Linked DNA regions of Mus musculus: region 2 is linked to region 1. The links are chromatin contacts, called in public Hi-C maps. All regions are on one chromosome and are shown on one strand. The core of a region is the stretch at or near the end of the contact, and the rest is flanking DNA. Distances in the headings are between cores, read along the strand shown. Region 1 overlaps Prima1 (proline rich membrane anchor 1). Region 2 holds the start of Prima1 (proline rich membrane anchor 1).

Evidence for each region. Hi-C and Micro-C count contacts between places; a contact is called where the count stands out from the background.
Region 2: a contact with region 1 is called in a Hi-C map of the N1E-115 cell line, with 4 times the contacts expected there. The contact joins the promoter of Prima1 here to the enhancer-like site in region 1. A contact is called at or near these places in 1 of 39 promoter capture datasets (hippocampal neurons), 9 of 484 Hi-C or Micro-C datasets (the N1E-115 cell line, brain, cerebral cortex and 6 more), 4 of 115 datasets of contacts at active chromatin or transcription factors (double positive thymocytes, embryonic stem cells and neural progenitor cells) and 3 of 9 other capture datasets (adipose tissue, liver and pancreatic islet).

The regions. Positions count from the first base shown.
Region 1 is chr12:103,203,635-103,207,461 of GRCm38.p6, reverse strand. All of the region lies in intron 3 of Prima1 (proline rich membrane anchor 1), which reads left to right. Among named protein-coding and RNA genes, the nearest start is that of Prima1, 37 kb to the left of the region's middle. Within about 2 kb of position 1,736, at least 9 of the 459 cell types and tissues checked have an H3K27ac peak or open chromatin away from gene starts, as enhancers often do. A contact at or near this core is called in the N1E-115 cell line and cerebral cortex, where this site is marked.
Region 2 is chr12:103,240,085-103,243,911 of GRCm38.p6, reverse strand. Prima1 (proline rich membrane anchor 1) reads left to right here and starts at 1,766. Exons shown (of 5, transcript NM_133364.2): 1 at 1,766-1,837; 2 at 2,450-2,572. The coding sequence starts at 2,480.

The sequences.
Region 1 (3,827 bases), core at 487-2,986:
CATTGTGGCATTTTCATACATTTGTACCATTACACGCTGATCTTGTTCACCCACTTCTCCCCACCCTTCACTCTTTCCATTCCCGTCCTGCCCCTGCTGAATCTCCCCTTCTGCTTTGAGGTTACATGGTTTCTCTGTCCTCTCCTTTCCCCACTCCTCCTGTATGACAGATCTTCCTCCCCTCTCATGTTCTTCTTTCTACTTTCACAGACTACACTCGTGCATGGGCACAACACACACACACACACACACACACACACACACACACTTAAATCTTAATTGTACATCTAAGGGAAAACCGTGTTCATCTTTCTGAATCTGGTTAGTTTCATTTAATAATCTCTGGTTTCATCCTTGGTTTGTTGGTTTGTTTGTTCTGTTTCATTTTGTTTTCAGATATAAAGGCTTCATCTTTCTTTACAGCTGAAGTAAGTCCCATTGGATGGACCATGCTTTCTTTATCTGTTCATCTGCTGATAGACACCTAGGTTAGTCCCATGTCTTGGCTAATGAACATGGATGGATAAGCCAGTCCGTGGCAGGAATTAGATTCCTTCGGACGTGGACCCAGTGATGCAGTAGAGCTGTGTGTTGTTTCTAGTGTTAGGTTTCTGCGAGGCAGCTACTCTCAGTCCCCTTAGGTCTGCCCCCCTTTGCATCCCCACCTCCAGGATCCAGACCCCTCCTCCCCTTACCCATTCAGACAGGTTCGAGAAGGAATCTCAGAGTTGTTTTAATTTGCATTTCCTTGATGGCTCAGGATGTTGGACACCAGGGACTTATTGACCACTTCCATTTCTTTCAGGAACTTTCTATTTAGCTCATTGGCCCACTTATTGATTGGGTGGCTTGTCAAATTTTTTTTCAGCTCTTTATATAATCTGGATAATCCCATCTGATGTGTGGACGGCAAAGACTTTTAGCAGGTCATCTCTTCACTCTGACGATGGTTTGCTTTGCTGTGCAAACGATTCTTAGTGGTGTATGATCACTATGGGTGGTTCTTAAGTTTATTTCCTGGGCTCTGAGTCTTTTTCAGAAACTCCTGGCCTGTGCCTACATCTTGATACATTTTTTTTAATGGCTTCAGAGCTCCAGGTCTTAAGCTAAGCTCTCTGTGGGCCACTGTCTTGTTGCTCATTGTTTCGTATATTTGGAACTTTCTGGATATTTCAGGAGAGTCAGCAAAACACACTCCCATACCCTGTGTTGCCTTGAAGGAGAACTCTGAAAGCTTTTAACCATGGTGTCCAGGGCCTAGTCCAGGTTGGGAATTCCCAGCCGTTTCATGAGGCATAGGCTGACTAGAAAGAACAAGACTCTCTTGGCACAGCAGACTTGAGCCTGGGCCCTTCCCCAGTGCCCCTGTGGCTACCTGACCATCATCTGCACTAGGTCAGAATTGCTGACTGATAGGTCAACTTCTCTGGGGCTCAGGAAAGGGTGACATGACTCCTGAGGTGACAGCTCCTGCCTTTCTGTCATGTTTAAAGGGAATGACAGAAAACAGCAGCTCTTTCCTGAGCCTTGGCGTTCCCCTGCCTGGCCACCTGCCTGTCACCTAGGATTGCCATCTCAAAGTGCAGGTTGCCCTTTCCTTGGCTACTGGCTGGCAGTCTATGCATGCTGTCTCTTCTTCTGGAGATTGCTGGTTCCTCATTGCAAGAGGATCAGGTCTTAGTCAGCTTCATAATCATCCCGAGGCAGCTGGCGCCAGGTCTGGCCAAGGACAGCTTGTGTCTGATTCATCTCTGTGTCCCCCCCCCCGCCCCCCAGCGCTTAGCAGTAAACACTGAGCATGCTCAGTTCGTGTCCAAGGGAATGCATGCACGCACACATGAATGAGCACTAGGAGGAGGCTACCTCTAATTATGAGCCTCCAGCCTGCCCACCTGGTAATCGTCTTTGCAGGGGTACTGAGGAAAACTGAGGCAGTGACAGAGCTAGTATGAAGAAGCTCCAACAGCTTCAGGGCCCCTCTCCAGTCCTCACATAAGTTGCTTCAATGTTCAATCTCTGTCCTGAAGTGACAACACCCGGGCTTCCTCTAGCCCCGGCATTCTCTAGTCAACTCAAGCAAGGACAAATGCGAATGCCATCTTCGAATCTATCTTTGGCTTTGTGAACAAAATCTGTGACTTGTGCTTCAACTAGGTCTCTGGAAAGGACTCCTCTTCACGATGGGCTGTCTCCTTCTGCATGTGCAGTGCTCATCTGCACCTACTGGGTCCCACTGGTCTCAGACAGAAGGGCACACAACCAGAGCTAGCTGCTTCTAGTAGCAATGCTTTGAAAAAGGACCGTCAAAAGAAAATCCCCACCTTAAGTGTAAGGAAATTTGGCTCTGCCAAATTCCAGACCGAGGCTTAAAACCTGGCTTGTGGACGGAATCTCTAAGGAGGGCTTTGCTGGCACCTTTGAGGGACAATTCTAACTTAGGTGCATCTAGCTCATTGTGACCATCCCTAGCTGATGAGATCATTTGTTGTAGTGACCCAAAAGAACACCTTCCCCTTTCTGTGCTCTGGGACACTAGGCCGAGGTGTAGCCACACACTGAAACTACACACAGGAAGACGGCAGCTGTAACATGCTGGGTGGATGCCCCCCAAAGAGGTCAGCACCTGGGACAGAGTCACAGAAGAGCTTCCTCATCCATGAAAAGAAGGGGCAGTCCTTTGCAGGTGCTGGAACAGTATAGACACTGCAGCCGTGGGCAGGGAGCTAAGCTCCATCAGTTTACCCCGAGAAGACTCTGCCAAGTCAAGGATGCTCTCAAAGGTGGAGATTTGAAGTTTGATTTTTTTTTCTCTATCAACCAAATCATTGACTGAGCTCATGAATGAGAACATGAGCATCCTGCTGGCTCTTCAGCATCCTTCAGAGTCCACAGGGACTTAGTACCTAAGACCAGCTCCAGCCAGCTGACAGCAGCCTGGTCCTTGCCTCAGTGTATCACCCAGAGTGGTTCGACTCAGGACCTGTGAGGAGCTGAGGTCCATGCTGGGGACAGTACATTTGTTAATGGGCAGCCCCGACCGATCCCCTGGAAGTCATAGAATGTCTTCCTGGATCTTCCTTCTCTCTAGTCTGCTTGTTCTTGGTTCTGCCTGGGAGGGTACCAGAGTGGGAACATCTGGGAAAGACATCTAGGTGTTTGCTTATGATATTAATCACACACATCACACATACACACATAAACACACACCCATAGGGCCATATTAAAATGTGTTTACTCAAGAAGCACATGAAACACCTCTGTATATACAAAAGACTCCCTCACAGACACTTGTTGAAGCTTCTCTTACAGACCAAAAATCTGCAAACAGCCTAAGAGTCCATCAGCAGGTAAATGGACAAACAGTTGTCACACACACACACACACACACACACACACACACACACACACACAACTCATCCACAAAAAAAGGGGAAACTACTGAACTGTATAACTACCTTGGTAAATCCCAACGTTGCTAAATAAATAAAGCAGATGTAAGAACAAACAAACAAACAAACAGACACAAGCTAGAATGCCTTTCATGTGATCTGATTTACATGAGTGCCAGGAGCAAATAAATCTTATCTATTATTTTAGCCATCGTTAGGATGGCTGTCCCAGGTTAGGGGTTGTTGAGGAAGAGACTCAAGGGTATTTTGAAAGTCTTAGGAACCATGAGTGTGGCTTCTACTGGTGTAGACATCTGTTAAAGCTGTCGGAAGGTCTGTTAACAGGCAGGATTCCCCCTGGACACATCCCTGGGTTCACGGGCATCTTTCACTGGCTCTGTACATGCTGTGGCCTCCTTCAGGATGCCTAGTACAGAG
Region 2 (3,827 bases), core at 517-3,016, 36 kb before region 1:
GTAAATATTATACAAAACAAATGACTGGATAAACAAAGGGACAAATGTCTCCATATTTTTGTCCACGGGACTACCAGACCTGCTGGCATATTCCCACAGCCCTGGACCACTTTGTCTTCATTCTCTTGATCAGTGTAGGCCCCTGTCTCGATGACAGTGGAGCATCACAGTGTTGGCAACATGTTGACATGGTCCTCTGACCTTCCCCTCCCCGGTTCTTGGTAAGGGAAGGCCTCATTCACATCTGCTGTGCCAGTCTCTCTAGTAGAACTGGGCATGTGTGGGGGCTCACAAGTTCATCAGCTAGGTACGCACTAAGAAGGGGAGGCCTTGCTGCTGTGCTCTGATGAAGGAAGCTGCAGGAGAATTGGTCTGAAACCTGCTTTGCAAAGCACTTTGTACTTTTGTGAGTTTACCTGGAGTGACTTGGGGACAGCCAAGGGGAACTAAGTAACTTTCTTAACCAGTGGGCTGTGGTATCTACCCTCGGTTATAAGCCTCCGGTTCTCTTACCTAACCCCAGGCAGAATTGCCCAGCTCTTTGCGACTTTGACTGGAATGGTCACACCCCCACCTCCAGGGAACATCAATCAGAGCATTTAATAAAGCGCTATCACCAGATGAGCAGGGCGCCTGCGTGGCGCCTGGGAAGGCTCCTGTAGGAAGGAGCAGCATGCAGCTTGTTTGAACGAGATGCAACCAGCTCCTTCCTGAAGAACCGACTTGTTGATAATCTTGCATCAAACAGGAGTTTGTGGATAGTGGAGGAAAAGTCCTGGGGAGAAGGCTTTCCCTGAAATGTCACAACTCCCCCTAAGACACAGCGGAGTTAATAGAGAGGTCCCGAGGTCATGATTGCCAAATGGAGGGAGGTCAGGCACATTGCTTTGGAGGGCTAGCCAGCACCATCCTAGCTCAGCACACACAGGGGAAAGGGGGCGCCGCTATGATAGTGTACAGACGGGGTCCCCACTAGTCAGACCTTACTACCACCTTCCCGCAGCCTGGGGGATGAACTTGAGGGAAGGGCAAGCAGAAGCAGGTTGCCACTGTCACTGGGAGTCCTCGGCCTCTAGGGTGAATAAATAAATTATTAAGCGCCCAATACACAATAGCCTCGCTAGATGGAGACGAGGAATCACTGCAGCGGCGCTGGCGGCCGCGGCAGCGGGGAGCGCGGGCGGGAGTGCAGCCCGGGAGGGAGGCGGGCGAGGCTCTGGCTCCGCTCACGTCTGTTTTCCTTTTTCGTGCATTATTTATTTCGCCTCCGCCCGCGGCCCTGCTGCCGGAGCGGGTGCTCCGGGCCGGCGCCTCTCGCCCGCTGCCTCCCGCGGGCCCCGGGCACCCTGCGCCCCGGGCAGCCGCTCGGCGCCACCAGGAAGGGCGGGGACCGGGGCGGCGCAGGGACCCGTGGCTGGGCTGAAGGAGGACTCCTGCGGCCCGCTCGCGGAGGACCCGAGGACACTTTCCCCACCCTCTGCCTGGGCTGCCCGACCTCGGAAGTGGCCGCCTTTCCCGGCCCGCGCGCGGCCAAGCGGAGCCTGGAGCTCCGTGCGAGTGCGCCGCGCCCCGGTCTCCCAGATCAGCTGCCCTGGAGGCCCAAGCAGCGCGCAAACTTTTGCTCCAGCGCCCCGCGCTCGTCCTCTGCAAGTGAAGCCCCCGAGCGCGCGCGCAGCCGCCAGGGTGAGCTTAGAGGCCCCGCCTAGAGGGCGGGGGACTGGGGAGGCGGCTGGCTTTAAATGGGGGCCGTCCGGCTGCTGAGAGCAGAGCTGCTGTGGGGGCAACCCTGACCTCCCTTCTCCGTGTCGACGATCGGTGGGGGTCGCCACCAGGCAAGGTGGCGTGAGGCATCGGAGGGGTGCGGGCGGTGATGGGGGCGTGCAGGAAAACCTACGCCTGCCCGGGAACAGGAGCTGGGGTTTGGGCGGCAAATGGGGGCACGTACGGAGGTGCCTATGAGACAGTGTGCGCACTGAAGTCCCTGGGGCAGAAAGACTACATGCAGCGAGTGATTTGGTGGTACTGTGCAAGCAGAGTCAAGTGTGCGGACGGGAGTCGGTGGCGGTGCATGGGGGTCACAGTGCGTGCGCGCGCAGAGTGAGTGATTCACTCTGGGTTTGAAGCGTACTCCTAGTCAGAGTTGTGCATGGCCGTTTCTGGGTTTGTATGAGGTTCAATAAGTGTGTTTGGATGTTTCTGGGGGTGTGCACGGGATCAAGGTGTGCATGCGGTATTCTGAAGGGGAGGGGGTGTGCTCCAGGATAGGTAGGTGTGAGTTCTGGGAAGCACCGAGAGTCAGCAAGTGTGTGCGCACTGGAAGGAAGATGAAGACTTGCTTTGCGCAGGTGCCCCAAAGTGCGGGGCAAGTGAGTCCTCATCGAGTTGGTTCTTGAATTGGTGCTATGGTTTATGCAGTGTCCACCTGACTCAAGCCTTGCTCCCTTGACAGTTAGCTCACCAGTGGGCGCCGCAGGCCGAGATGCTACTCCGGGACCTGGTGCTGCGCCATGGCTGCTGCTGGCCCTCACTTCTGCTGCACTGTGCGCTGCACCCACTCTGGGGTTTAGTTCAGGTGAGAAGCGGGCAGAGGCCTCCTGGGAAGGGGGTAGGGTCACTTCAGAGCTCCCCCTACAGCCACCTACTGAGTGGTCTTGGGGATACTTGGGGAGGAAGAAAAACTGGTCAAGTATAACATGCTCTGACCCTGAAAAAAAATAAGAAACTTTGCAAAGAGTCTCAGTTGTGGCCTAAGGCCTGCAGTACTGAATGAACGTGATATAGGAAGGTGCTAAGACCTCATAGTGAACTCTACTGCAGCTTTTATGGAAAGAAACAAACTTATAAACAAACAAACAACAATACCAAAAAAAACCCAACCCCCCCCCAAAAAAAAAATCCCACAGTGGTGCCTTGTTTCCTACCAGATTCGACCCCTAAACTTCAAATTAGCCTTCCAACTAACTGTCTCCAACCTGGGGTAAGGGCTGTGTTTCTTCTAAGTGGTGGCTGGGGAGGTGGATGGTGACCCACGATTCATGCAAAACACAGTCTGTCAAGACTGCTGGAGGACAAACCCTCACCTTTGACCTCCCAGTCTTCAGGACAGAGACCAAGCCCCCACTAACTCCAGTTACTCGAGGTGATTGGATGGGATGTTCTCTAGTCCTGCCCTTAAACCCCCGTTGACCAGTCCTTTACCAGCAAGGTGACTAAACAAGAAACTTAAGGTCTGATCCTGGTTTTCTCCTTCCTGCTTGTTATGGGGCCAGTACTTGTTTGCTTGATACATCACCTGGACCCCAGGAAACATGGTTAGTAGCTGTCCTTGCTGTTGCTGGGGTGTGAGATGTTACATCCACTGGGCAGAGACACTCCCTGGCTTCCATGACTCTCTAGAGGCATCCCACCATTAGCTCAGGCCAAGGTTTCTACTTTCTCTGCTCTGGCCAGCCTCTGGCTTATGATTGTGTTATTTAAATGTACTGTGTGTTCTCGGGAATCGGGGATGTCATTTCTCAACACTTGGACCATTGAGACAAGGTCCTTTTGTTCAACTTCTAGCTGAGCCCCATTGCAGAGTTCACCTGTCTGTGTACCCAGGTGCCTAGTTCTCTGTCTTCCCAAAACCTTTCAGCTAGGACTGAGAGAGGAGGGAAGACAGGGACAACAGAGCTGTCATGTAAGTTAGAGGGCTCTAAAGAGAAGAGCCATGCCACCTGCTCTACCCATCAGAGGACTACAAAACAAAGCCCCTGCTCTGTCATGTCCTACAGCCTGGCAGTGTTTACAAAAGCATTTGTGCATGCGTGTTTCAGATTCTCAGACTC